Linked DNA regions of Mus musculus: region 1 is linked to region 2. The links are chromatin contacts, called in public HiChIP or PLAC-seq maps. All regions are on one chromosome and are shown on one strand. Each heading gives the region's core, a stretch centred on a gene start, on an enhancer-like site or on the middle of the called end of the contact. The rest is flanking DNA. Distances are from core to core; before and after follow the strand shown. Region 1 overlaps Mgat4a (mannoside acetylglucosaminyltransferase 4, isoenzyme A). Region 2 overlaps Tmem131 (transmembrane protein 131).

What was found. HiChIP or PLAC-seq counts read pairs in DNA pulled down with a chosen protein or histone mark.
Region 1: an H3K27ac HiChIP or PLAC-seq map of T-cell acute lymphoblastic leukemia shows a contact between it and region 2, with 3 times the contacts expected there. The contact joins two enhancer-like sites. A contact is called at or near these places in 2 of 115 datasets of contacts at active chromatin or transcription factors (T-cell acute lymphoblastic leukemia and embryonic stem cells).

The regions. Positions count from the first base shown.
Region 1 is chr1:37,508,531-37,515,023 of GRCm38.p6, forward strand. The region is part of intron 2 of Mgat4a (mannoside acetylglucosaminyltransferase 4, isoenzyme A); the gene reads right to left. Among named protein-coding and RNA genes, the nearest start is that of Gm39627, 8.2 kb to the left of the region's middle. Within about 2 kb of position 1,876, at least 18 of the 459 cell types and tissues checked have an H3K27ac peak or open chromatin away from gene starts, as enhancers often do. A contact at or near this core is called in T-cell acute lymphoblastic leukemia, where this site is marked.
Region 2 is chr1:36,828,724-36,835,117 of GRCm38.p6, forward strand. It overlaps Tmem131 (transmembrane protein 131), which reads right to left. Exons shown (of 41, transcript NM_018872.2): 9 at 6,039-6,189; 10 at 5,893-5,949; 11 at 4,773-4,834; 12 at 843-951. Among named protein-coding and RNA genes, the nearest start is that of Zap70, 70 kb to the left of the region's middle. Within about 2 kb of position 2,473, at least 82 of the 459 cell types and tissues checked have an H3K27ac peak or open chromatin away from gene starts, as enhancers often do. A contact at or near this core is called in T-cell acute lymphoblastic leukemia, where this site is marked.

The DNA.
Region 1 (6,493 bases), core at 626-3,125, 680 kb after region 2:
CTCTGCTGGTGCAACATCCATGAACGGAGGGGGGTAGGGGAGAGGGAGGAGGAGGGGCAGGGGCACTGGGGAGGGAGATGTCGGGCTCACTACAGTCAAGGGCTATGTATAAGGCTACATGCCACACAGGAAGCTCAGATGAGTACTATTCTACTCTAGCCACACACACCTCAAGCAGAATCCGAGTCCCATTCTTCCTATCCCATCAATTACAGCCAAATCTAAAGTTCCACTGTGACACAAGGTCCTGGTCACATGAACATGCAGGATATACTTCATACAACTCAGCGTTGAAGGCTTTTACCCTACTCCAGCAGTAGATCTCCCCAATGAGGGGGTCAGCGGAGACCACATGGAAGGATAACTTCTTCTGGTCAGGAGTGTCCACAGAGGCCATCTGGAGTAGTGCCTACCTCCCTGCCTACACAGGTCTGTCTCCCTGCTGAGAATCAAAGGCCATGTCAGGTTCCCAGATTCCCACCCACCCATCCCTACCTGGGAATAAGGAGCCTGGGTACAGCTCTCAGAAACTCCTTGGGTCTCGTATATCCGAGGCTGGCACTACAGTGGTATAGCAGTGCTTAGTGTGAGGTCTCAAACCCAGGACAAATGCTAAGGTACTTATTACCATATCTGAGCAGACTCTGGCCTCAGCTTCTCCCTGCATCCCTCACAGTCTCTACCCTTGTATTGTAACTGGCACACCCCATCCCCTTCTCTAATCTTCTGCCACCAGGGACAGAGCTGGTTTGCCCTTCCCCCAGTGGCTCTTCCCTATATAATCCAGCCATTTTGGCTACTCTGGCCCTTTCTATCTCTTGGCCTCTTTGTCTTCTCCTCTTCCTCCCCTCCCCTGCCCCTTCACATGGCATAGCTCGGTCTGCTGGTCATGTCCACCCTGGACTCTTCCAGATGCCTCTGGCTGTCTTCTCCCTCGTATATACAATGAGCCTTCTCCTCCACCATACTCAGGAGTAATCGCATTCTCCTTTTATTTTTTTTTTCCATTCACCTAGCACCCCTCGTCCATTTGCCTCCCTCACTCCAACCCTTCAGTCCCCATGTACTCTGGAATCCACTGGCTGACCTTGATGCCCTGCCAACTTTCTCCTCTACAAAGATGCAGCTACAAACCCTTAAAAGGCTCCTGCCGATCTCTCTGAAAGACCTCCAGTGTTATCTGAGACCATCCCTTGCTGCATCATGATCAAATTTGTAGGCCATCCTCCCAGCCAAACCGTCTCCATCTTCAGTTTTGTTGGGGCTGATCCCCCCACCACCACCACCACCAAAATCATCCCAGCTGGGCCTGATGATCATCCCTCACAATGGAGGGGACAGCAAGGAAGGGTCATGAGACTATCCAGTCACCCCTTGCAGTAGTACATAATTCTGCCCTAATTTCACAGGGTCTGGGAGAGTAAGGAGGCATAAGGAGAGTGTGGTATAACTACACTACAAGCAGACTTTCCAATGTGGCTGCTTTAATGTCACTTCCACTCCTGTCCATAACCCCTGACCCACTGTTCTGTAAGGAAGCCTATGCATTCACTGGTTCCCTTAGGTGACCTCTGAGAACGGTACCTTAGAAGGAGGACCTTAGGACCTTAGGGAAGGAACTTTGGCAGCAGCATTGCACCCAACCCATCCTTCTTCCTTCGTTTCCTGAAACTTGGTCTACCTCTGAGCCTCCTGGTGGATCTTGGAAGCCTACTTGGAAGATGGTTGGAACACCTGCTGACAAAACCTCACAGTTAAGTAGGGGAAAGAGCTAGGTCTCATTATGTTATAGTGCCTTAGATACAAAGTAGCTAGACAGAGAACAAAGGTCTGAAGAGCTTCACAGCCACGCAGCAGGGGGTTGTCTCAGCAAATCCAGAAAGAGGCTAGAGGAAACAGGTGCAGCCTGCAAGAACTGAACTGCAGTAGAATTGTACAGGGCACACCTAGGCCCTCTAGCAGGAGGTCCGACAACATAAACAAAGGGTTGCAAGTCCATCACAGATTTAATACCCAAGGCTGTTGTGGGGTGGGAGGATAATAGTTAAACCACACGGCTCATAGAATTAACTCAGGTACAAGCAGCCTCTTAAGAGTTTCACACCAGTTTGCAGATGCCAGCATAGGGCTAGCCATGCAGGTGGCCTTTCTGATGACAAGTCCCAGGGGTCAACTATGCCAGCTCTTTTCTGTACACTAGGAATTCTGCTAGTACTTCTCCACTTAGCCCCAAACGTCAACAACAAAGGCAGATCAGCTTAGATTCTCTTCGATTCTTTTTAAACTGTGAGAAAGTGATCAAGGTCAAGACACATAGCTCAGGGGTTCAGTGCTAGCTTAGCATGCATGAGGCCCTAGGTTCAATCCCCAGTGCTAACAAAAGAAACTGATCAATCATTTATGGAGAATGTATCAAATATTACATAGCTAAACTATGATTGTATTAATAGAATACTGCATACCAAGTAAACTTATGACACAGGAGACAACTATCCTACAGTAAACAATAAAAGTAAGTTATGTGCCTAGTATGATGGTCATTTTAAAGATGATACAGGGCAGGCAAGGTGGCTTGCTACCAAGCCTGAGGACCTGAGTTCAATTCCTAAGACCTACATGATGGAAGGAAAGAACCAACTCCTCCAAGTTGTCCTGACCTCCATACACACACACACCATTTATTATTATTATTATTATTATTATTATTATTATTACTATTAATACAAGGGTCTTTGTGTAGATAGTTCTCACATGGTTTTGTTGTGTGCTAAGCGAGTTTGTGTGGAGGCTGGAGATCAATGCTGGGTGCCTTCTCTATTGCTCTTCATCTTATAGGCAAAGCTCAGCATTGTGACTAGACTAGCTGGTCAACTCCCCCCCACCCCCACCGTGAGCCTACTGTCTCCACTACCACCAGGATTACCAAAAGGAAAAAGGCAGCTTTTTGCATATGTACTGGGGGGGGGGGGGTTCAGAACCGAAGGTCTCATGGTTATGTAGCTAAGGCTTACCCCACCACCCCAGCCTACAGTGCTCAGACTTTTGTTCTCAAAATAATCAGTGAGCCTTAAAGAGCTTTTATATGAATTATACCAATATTCATATTAGTAATTCATGTTAGGATCTATCAAAAATACATGCTATAAAATTCAGGAGGACACTTTGAAAACACCAGCAAAGCTGGGCATGGTGATGCCTGCCCCACACCTGGAAGGCTAACACAGAAGGGTTATGAGTCTGAGTGTAGTCTGAGCTACGCAGTGATGCCCTTTCTCAATAACACAGAACAAAGCAAACAAGAAAAAGAGTATCATGCTTTATCCAATCTCATGCATGTCTGGCTTAGCAGAAAACAACTCTCACAACTACGCCTGCTCCTTTACAACACTGGAGCAGGCCCCTCGCTTACTACTATGAAATCGTCTCATACTTGTAAGCCTCCCGAACAGGCTAGAGGTCTTGTTTTCTTCTAGATTACATTTTGAGACCCACTAGTACAGAAAAATGAAAGCCAAAGGTTGCAAATGCTGCCGCAGATTCCTCTCGCTGGCCTTTAAAACCCCCAGGCATTTGCATCCCACTAAGCAGCCAGTCCTCCTCCTGTCTCTGTGCTGTCGGAGATGAGATGCCTTTATCCAGACAGTCACCGTCCACTGGGTCTACAGCTGGACAACTGCTCCTATCTCCAAGATCTACTTGGCAGTCTTTCTGAAGTAGCACCAAAAAGCCAGTTAGCTAATGTTCTGTAATAACCCAATGTTCTCAATTTAGTCTCCTCTAATATGTCACCCATGAATAATTTCCTTTCAGAGTTAAGAATACACGCAGCATAGATTCCAGACAACCTGGAGCACAGCACATGCCTGAACAGCTTTCCAACCTGGAAAAATTCGATTAGGAGACTGTTTTAGGAAATGGCTGCCAGCCAGCTAAGCTGAAGGGAAAATAATAGCATTCCCAGGCCAAGGGGCCCAACTGTCAACGTTAATACATAAACAAGACAGGCTGCTGGCCAACTTGGCAGAGCCCAGGTCCACACTCTGGCCCCTCTTAGGACTTGTTTTGAAACCAGGTTCTCACTTATAATGCCTAACTACCCTTTTCACATACACAGGCAGCGTGGCCACAGCAGTGATCTCATGGGCTGGGTTTTCAGAGCCCCTTACAAAAGCTGCTCTTCACAGCACCTGATGAGACAGGGGTGCCTGGCTTCTGGCAAAAAGGCAAGTGGAGACTCACAAATCCTCTCTCCATGAAAGCAACTACAAGGCTGGTTAAGAGTCAAAAACGGCCATTTCAGTTACACTGGAAGTAAACCAGAGACGGTTCAGACTGGCAAGTGTTCACTCATTTAAAAAAAAAAAAAGAAGCCTGGATTTGGAGTCTAAAGAACAGCACAAAGCCTCCCGCACCTTCTTGCTGAAGCTACCCTTATCCCTCCCCAGTTCTGCCATGTCAGAAGGTCAGCAAGGGGTGGGGAGGCAGGCCTTGGAAACTAACTTCCCTGATCCCCCAAAGGGTTCATCTGATGCCCAGTGTTGCCAGTGCACTTAGCAATTGACAGGCAGAACAAAGACTAGCCCCAGGCTCTTGCTGCATTTGGAGTGGGCAATGGGCTGGCAGACCAGCCAAACACTCAACAGGAGTCCCCAGAAGACAGCTCTGCAAGGTTTCAAATGCTCTTTACAAATGCCAAGTTGACCAGAGGCTATGAGCATGCACAGCAGCAACCGGAGCCAGTCTAAGCTATGCACATACACACCTGGCCAATAGAACCTGCACACACACGGAGAAGAGTTAGCACAACAGCCAGAGGGAATCCATGCTGGGACAGATGGGGGCAGGGTGTGTGTGTGTGTGTGTGTGTGTGTGTGTGTGTGTAGCCCAGAAGGCAGCTGTCCACTTGGCCCCACAACTGAGAAGTCTTACAGTACTGGATTGAGCTGAACCCCACACTATGTGGACACCAGTGTGAGTATAACTGATGTGATCATAAAAAGAGAAGGAGCTATATGTTCTGGCGGGGAGTGTGGGGAGGGGGTGCCTAGGCAGGCCCATGCCAAGCATCCACTCCCCCTGAGAGACCAGCCACACGATGGTATAGTATAGAATAGAGTTTATTTAGGGCATAAGGAGGGGAATTAAGAGTGTAGTAGAGGCAGAGAAAGGCAGAGAGAGGGAGAGAGTAGAGAAGTAGAGGCCGGGCATGACCACATGGGGACGGGGGTGGGGATGGGGAAAGGGGAGGCAAGAGTAAGAGAGATAAGAGAGTAAGAGAAAGAGGAAGGGCCAAGCAGCCCCTCTTATAGTGGGCCAAGCCTACCTGGCTGTTGCCAGGTAACTGTGGGGCAGAGCATACCTGGCTGCTGCCAGGGAACTGTGGGGATGGAGTTTAGACAGAATACCAACAATAACCCCTCCAAGACGGCATAAGTTTAACAAGAAAGGCAAAAACTAAAACCCAACTACAAAGGCTCTCAGATACAGCGGGCAACACAGACTTTGAGATTTAGTCCAGTCCCAATCCAAGTACTAAACAACTGAGCTAACAAGATCACTAGCACCTTCAAGGGTATTAAGTAAGACTCTTGTTTGCATCAATGTATGGAGTACTCTATACATTGTATACAATGTATACAACATTCATTAGACTAATAGAGGAAAAAAAAATAGTATGACCTGGGCCCGCAGGAAAGCTCAGCTGGCAAAGCACTTGCAGCCAAGCCTGACTATCTGAGTTCGATTCCTGAGACTCGAAAGTGAAAAGAAAAGTGTTCTCTGACTTCCACAGACACAGCACAGCACAGCACAGCACATGCACACACCCCAAAAGAAGACATGAAAAATAATTTAATTGTGACCTAAGCTGGTTGAGGTATAAGAAGCAACCAATAGAAATGGTCTTGCGGGGGCTACAAAATTTTGAGTTTAACAGACAGACTTCAAGACTTCTACTGTCAATATGCTTTAAAACAAAATAAAACTATGCCAGGTGGTAGTGGTGCATACCTTTAATCCCAGCACAGAGGCAGGTGAATCTCTGAGTTCGAGGCCAACCTGGTCTCCAGAGTGAGTTCCAGGACAGCCAGGGTGACAGAGAAACCCTATCTTGGAAACAAACAAACAAACAAACAAAAACCTAAATAAAATTACATGTAAAGAATGGGAGCAGTGGACGAAGCGGACTCAAAGGAGAGGGACAATAAAGAAAGGTGGGACAAAATGGAGACCCGAGTTGCCACAGTACCTAAAGTGGAAACTCACCAGAGAGGGTCAACCACAGACTTCAGACAGATGGACAGAAAAGCCACGGATGCGGATCAGAGAATAGACGATCCAACCCGAGGAGCCAGTGGAAAAACAGAGCAAAGAAACTGAACAGAGTTTCCTAATGAGTTAGGACCAACTGTGCCCGGAGGAGAAATGATGGGAAGGGTGGGGGGGATGGGCAGGGAAAGTGGGACGGAGGGAAGAAATACATGAATACGTTTCT
Region 2 (6,394 bases), core at 1,223-3,722:
CCGGGGTGTGAGCTGGGGACTCTGGGCAGATGTGGGTGTTGGAGCACCAGGCTCAGCTTTATCGCTCACTCCATGCTCCGATAAGACAGGTGTATTGGATGAAATGGGCATGTCCGGGGTATCAAGACCACAGAAAAGACATGCTCTTCCGAGTTTCAGTTCTTATTTAATTGTATATCTAGTTGAGCAGCTGTTATGTCATAATTTAAAATTTGCAGTAATAAATTCAATAAATTTCTCTTAAAACAAGTGAAAAATGGAATGAAGACAGACTGTAAACATGCTGACGTCTGAGCTAATGTTTCAGGTGAGACTGGGTATGACCAGGGAGGCGTGGTTCTAGATATGAAATAACACATCAAATGATATCTATCACTTGTCTGAAATAGTAGCTAATTTGACAATACATAAAGGCTCTTATTTTAGCTTAGACAGGACTGTCTGCTTTGCTTAAAAAGTCAACACAGAAAAATGTTAAAAATAATATTTTTGCCTGTGAACCAAAATGTGCTTCTGGAAGTTAAATATAGTATCAGTTAATTAAAACACCCAATGACTTCATAACTAAGGTAAATGTCGACTGCTGTGACTAGTTATCCCACACTACAGAAACTTCCGACCCTAACACATCTGCTTAGGTTTCCTGATTGTACATACTGTTTTAGGTTTGTGGAGTTATATTATGAATTAATAAAGTAAGTTAATGATGAATCTTCATAGGGGAAAATCAATTGAGGCAGTAGTATTAAAATAGTCTGGATTTCTATATTAACTCATCAACATAGGAGCTTTCTAGTTTGTCAAAATAATAACCACTCTAGGAGAAAAAAATGAATATTTACCATCAAAACTAATGCTGGCAACCTTGGTATATTTACTTTCAGAAGCTTTTAACGTAACTGGTTTAAAATGTACCGTGATAGCGTCATTTTGTGGTGTTGGTCGAACACTCTGCGAAGAAAACAAACCTGTTATTTTAGTCTAGTAGTTTAGGTAGAAAGAAAAGCATACACAAACGTAAGGCGTAATACTAGTAGCTGTAAGTGAAATAAGACAAGAGCAAAGCCCGACTTTCACAAGAACACTGTATGAAATGCAGTGATGGCAAAGTATGAGATGACTAAGTATGACACCTCAGGACGAACTCACACATGGGAAACCTAAAGGTCTCCTTCTCTACATGAAAGCCTACTTTCTAAGATAAGAGGACAAGAAGATATCTCAAGACTCATCCATCTTGAAGAAAGCCACACACAAAGGTGCCCTGAAACTGTGTCCTAGTAGGAAGAGTGAGCACACCTCAGGGCACTGTGACCCCATGTGGCCTCTGCAGTGTTTCTCCCCAGCTTGGCAGGGTAAGCACGGTCCACTGTCAAAGGGTAAGGCTGCACTCTAGTGAGCACTAGGGACTGAGGCTCACTACAGAGGCACTGAACTTGGAAGTGAGGCTCGGATGCTTACAACTTAGGAAATCAGGTCTATCTACACAAACTTAAAGTTAAGACAAACAAACAAATAAACAAACACCCCACTAAATGGTGTATTTTTAGTATATATTTAAATTGAACACTTTATAAGGTTTATTTTTTTAAATTATCCTCAATGATACAAATCATTTTAACTGAAAGAATTCAAAGATATCAATTCTATCCGCACTGTTCTAATAAAGAGAGCCTCGGGCTGGTGAGATGGCTCAGTGGGTAAGAGCACCCGACTGTTCTTCCGAAGGTCAGGAGTTCAAATCCCAGCAACCACATGGTGGCTCACAACCATCCATAACGAGATCTGACTCCCTCTTCTGGAGTGTCTGAGGACAGCTACAGGGTACTTACATATAATAAATAAATAAATAAATAAATAAATAAATAAATAAATAAATAAGCAAATCTAAAAAAAAAAAAAAGAAAGAAAGCCTCAGAGTATAACGCAATGTTTCAACAGTCGGGTACCGAGAGGACTGAAGCCAGGCTCCTGACTCGGTACAGGGCCACTTGTCTGACATCCTGGTATACAAATTGCACAGTAACCTTAATTCTAAGTATCAAATCATTGGGGCTGTGTGAACTTGACATCAAAGCCCACTTATCCCCCCCCCTCCCCCCAGGACAATCCTCCACCTGTGAAGCTCATGCCTGCTTCACGGCCGGCAGGGCACTAGATTCCTCCCCAGTCGAGGCTGATCCTTATAAAGGAGAACTCTTCCCAGTCTGAGCATCAAATGTGAGTCCCTTGAAGCCACAACAGAAGTGAGAAGAATATGAAAAAGGACACTGGCCTGCAGCCTGGTGCTTGCTATGGCAGGGACTTAAGAAGATTAGAGTAACTCCAGGGCCTGCCAGGGCAGCTCACTCTCCCACGCACTGCCATTAGCCCTGGGGGCTAGCAAGACCTCACAGGCTGGGGCACCCTAAGGACTGCTCCCTCCCTCCCGCAGAAGCACTGCTGGAATCCTTGCACCTCTGCTCTCCCAGCATGAGCTTCTCATCTGCTTCACTGTGCGCTGAAGACTGGGCTGGGAACCAGAAGATCTGCTCACAGCAATTCCTTACTTATCAATAAGCTTACTGTTAGTAGCAACCGTCTAAAACACAGACCTCTCCATCCCCTCAAGCATATGTAAGCATTTTGAGAGTAAACAAAGAACAGCTAGAACTGTGAGCTAAGCTGCAAATGGAAGGAAGTTTCTTTTGCTTTTATTGCACGATTTTACCACCCGAGCAAGGGAAGCCACGGAGCACACGTGGCAGGCAGGCAGGCAGCAGGAGTGCAGCTGGAGCCCCAGCTGCTCGTGGCCACACTCAGGCTCACTTCCCCACCTGTGAGAATTTCTCTAGGGTATGATCTGTCTGCGGAGCTAGAGAGCTGGCCTTGTGAGCTGAGGCCTCAGAGGGCTTTCCTTCACTGTCTACCTTGTGAGACAGCAACAATGGAAGCACGGCCATGTCCAGACATGCTCCCTTGCTGCAGCGGTTCCTGAGGGGCCACACCGTAGCATGCTCTCTGTGGTAGCAGCCTTGCAAAACCGTACCAGAAAGAACAAGTCATGTTTTTTTGCTGAGATACAGTTGTTATAAGCAGGAAGATCTTAAAATACATGTTGAAAAAAAATGATTCTTTCACTTCAAATGCAATACTTTAAGCATTGCCAAATGAGAGAGAGAATTTACATTCAGAGTTATCACTGCAAAACATACTGCACTAATAGTGAACAAATGTAAAGTTGGTGAGCCACTTTACACAAGGAGTCTGAACTGTGCACTCTTAAAAATAAACCTGAATCATCAGGTAAAACTCATTTGTCTAAGGAAATAACAAATAAATAAATAACAAACAAAAATCACAATAAAATACTTAAAGTTCATTCAGGTAACTTAAGATGAAAAAATTATTCAAAATCATTGCCTTGTAATGAACTTATTTATACTAGCCACTTTAGTACTAGTTACTAACTACTGCTAATTCAAAGATGACTTAAGAAATGGGAAAGCAGGGCTGGAGAGATGGCTCAGTGGTTAAGAGCACTGACTGATGATCTTCCAGAGGTTCTGAGTTCAATTCCCAGCAACCACCTGGAGGATCAAAACATCTGTAATGGGATCTGATGCTTGCATCTATTCTTAATACATGTTTAGTCTTTTCTCATGATATTCAGGTCAAACTAGCACTCAGTAATTATGTCAGGTGTGGTGTGCATGCCTATAATCCCAGTACCTAGGAAGCTGAGGTAGATCTCTGTGAGTTCAGAGCCACGTGTGAGACCTTGGTTTTTTGTCTTTTTTTAAAAAAAAGATTCCAAGACATATTGAGCAGTCAGAGCATGCCAACAAGCGAGGGGAAACCGGCTAGTACATAGCAACTGGATATTTTGTGTATACATTCACTAGAGCAAATGTCAAGCTGATACAAATGGCTCCCACTCATCAACTACCAAGGAAGCTCATGCAAGCCTCCCTTTGAAGATATCTGAGGCACATGGGTGTCATGATATCAGGAAGGCTGTTTTCTCAGTTACATGACAGACAGGAGGGCCTGAATGTGGGCCTTCTGTGCATGGTCAGGGGATCACATCTGGAGCTCCCTGAATTGCTATCACACACTGGGAAGGACCACAGTGTTTAAAGAGAGAATAGATCTTGGAAGAGAAATGAATAAAATACACATTAACATTCAGCACAGCCTAACTGGAGGAAAATGACTTCTCTAAAGACACACCAGGCTCTAATCTTGTTATACTATGTGAAAGAAATGCTGAAATAAACAGAAAGCACGACAAAGCAAAGCTTGGTTCTCAGAAAACTCAGTTTTCAGTGAATGTAAGAGAGAGATCTACGCCCATGTGACCTCCCCGACTGAGCACCATGACAGCACTGGCTGGTCTCTCTCATCTTTTACGCTTGTGCCAAAGTAGGCACAGCGTTTGTCTACAATGTGTAAGTCGGCTGATCCTTTCCTTACCACACTTAGATGGACCCAAAGAAGTCTGGGTTCAAAGTGAGCTCAACGGTAAGGGGGACTTGGGCAGTCTGAGCCACAGCTCCACCTTCAGGATGCAGTCTAGTGCACAGCTGATGCTGACAGTTATTAAATGAACGAGTAGATGAATGAAGACCAGGATTCTCATATCCTACATACAACCAAGAGTCTACAGGTCACCACAATACAGAGCAAGGACTTAACCCTGCTGTTAAATCACACAAACGCATGTGCACGTGTATGCACACACAGTGTGAGTATGTGTGTGTGTGTGTGTGCGCCGACACTCAAAAACTTACTGTTATTGGTACATCCTTTGTTCCTGAATTTAGTAAATGAAGATTTAAAACCTTTGGTAGATCTGTTGAAATGGAAGAAAAGAAGTGTTTCTTTAAAAGGTGTGCTTCACAGCAAATTAGAATCTTTACCTCATCAAATACAATGCAAAATTAGTATAGTAAAAGCAAATTAAATTTCAAAAATATGGCCTTTAATCCTGGACAAGTAAGTCTTAATTACAAATTACAAAATCAATCTCAAATTTTGTACTTTTTCCTTAATCATCATCATCATCATCTTAGCTTGGTTGTTTATAATTTTAAAATTAGAATTCTTTCTTTGATCACTAAGATAAATAAAAATATTTATTACATTGAATGTGTGAGGAACTAGATTAAGAAACTATTTTCTGGGGGCTGATGAGATGGCTCAATGGGTAAGAGCACTGACTGCTCTTCCAAAGGTCCTGAGTTCAAATCCCAGCAACCACATGGTGGCTCACAACCACCCATAATGAGATCTGATGCCCTCTTCTGGCGCATCTGAAGACAGCTACAGTGTACTCAAATACATACTTATTTATAATAATAAATCTTTTAAAAAAAGAAACTATTTTCTGACTCCGTTTTCTACCTGAAGATTCAAGTTACCTCACCCTATTTTCTCACCGGGGAGGAGGTTTCGAAAAAACACTTTCTACAAAAATCACAGGACCCACTGAGAAATGGCTTTCAAGTTGAATTACAAGCAGAGCCATCAGAACTGAATCCCAAGTGGATTACTTTACGGCTCATGCTGGTCTGAATGAGAATGGCCCCCACAGGCTCAGACATTTGAATGTCCCCAGAGGTAGAGCTATTCTGAAGGATTAGGAGGTGTGGCCATGTTGTCAGGGTGGGCTCTCCTGGCCTCCAACTAGCAGGTAACACGTGTGCTCCTGGCTACTCCTCAAGCACCATGCCTGTCTGCCTGCTGCCATGCTCCCATGACGATGGTCATGGATTAACCGTTAGAATTCTAAGCAACTCCCCCTGCCCCCAAATTAAATGCTTTCTTTTATAAGTTGCCTTGGCCATGGTGTCTCTTCACAGCAACAAAAAAGTAACTAAGTCAGACCCAGAAAGGCTTTTGCTACTTTACCTTGTGTTCTAAGTGTTCCAAAATCTAACATTTCAGTTGAGGAATAGATTCCAGGAGCTGGGAGAAAAGAACAGTGCACAATGATCACTCTCTCAGCCAGGGCAGGGCGTGCTGAACAAACCTGCACTCAGTCAGCTCTCACTGACCTGTTGTAACTTCAACCTCAACCGGGAGAATGATGAACTCGGTGCTGTCTGATGCATTCGTCTTTATCCGGATGAAGGCTGTGTGATTGTCTGCTTCTCTGGAGGAAAAGCTGGCTCTCATCACTCCCTTGGTTTCATAAGGAGGGATTTCCTGTGAGTAAACAGACTATAATGTAGCAAGTGCCTGCAATGCTGTACAAATACCTTGTTTATTCAATTAGATGACACAGAGTGAAGGTGCACTGCTATTTTATACACCTATCAAGAAAAAAAATAGTACATCACCAATTAAACATATGCTTTGATGACTGCAGCACATAAAACCTCTAAGCTCAGAGAACGTTTCAACACAAAAA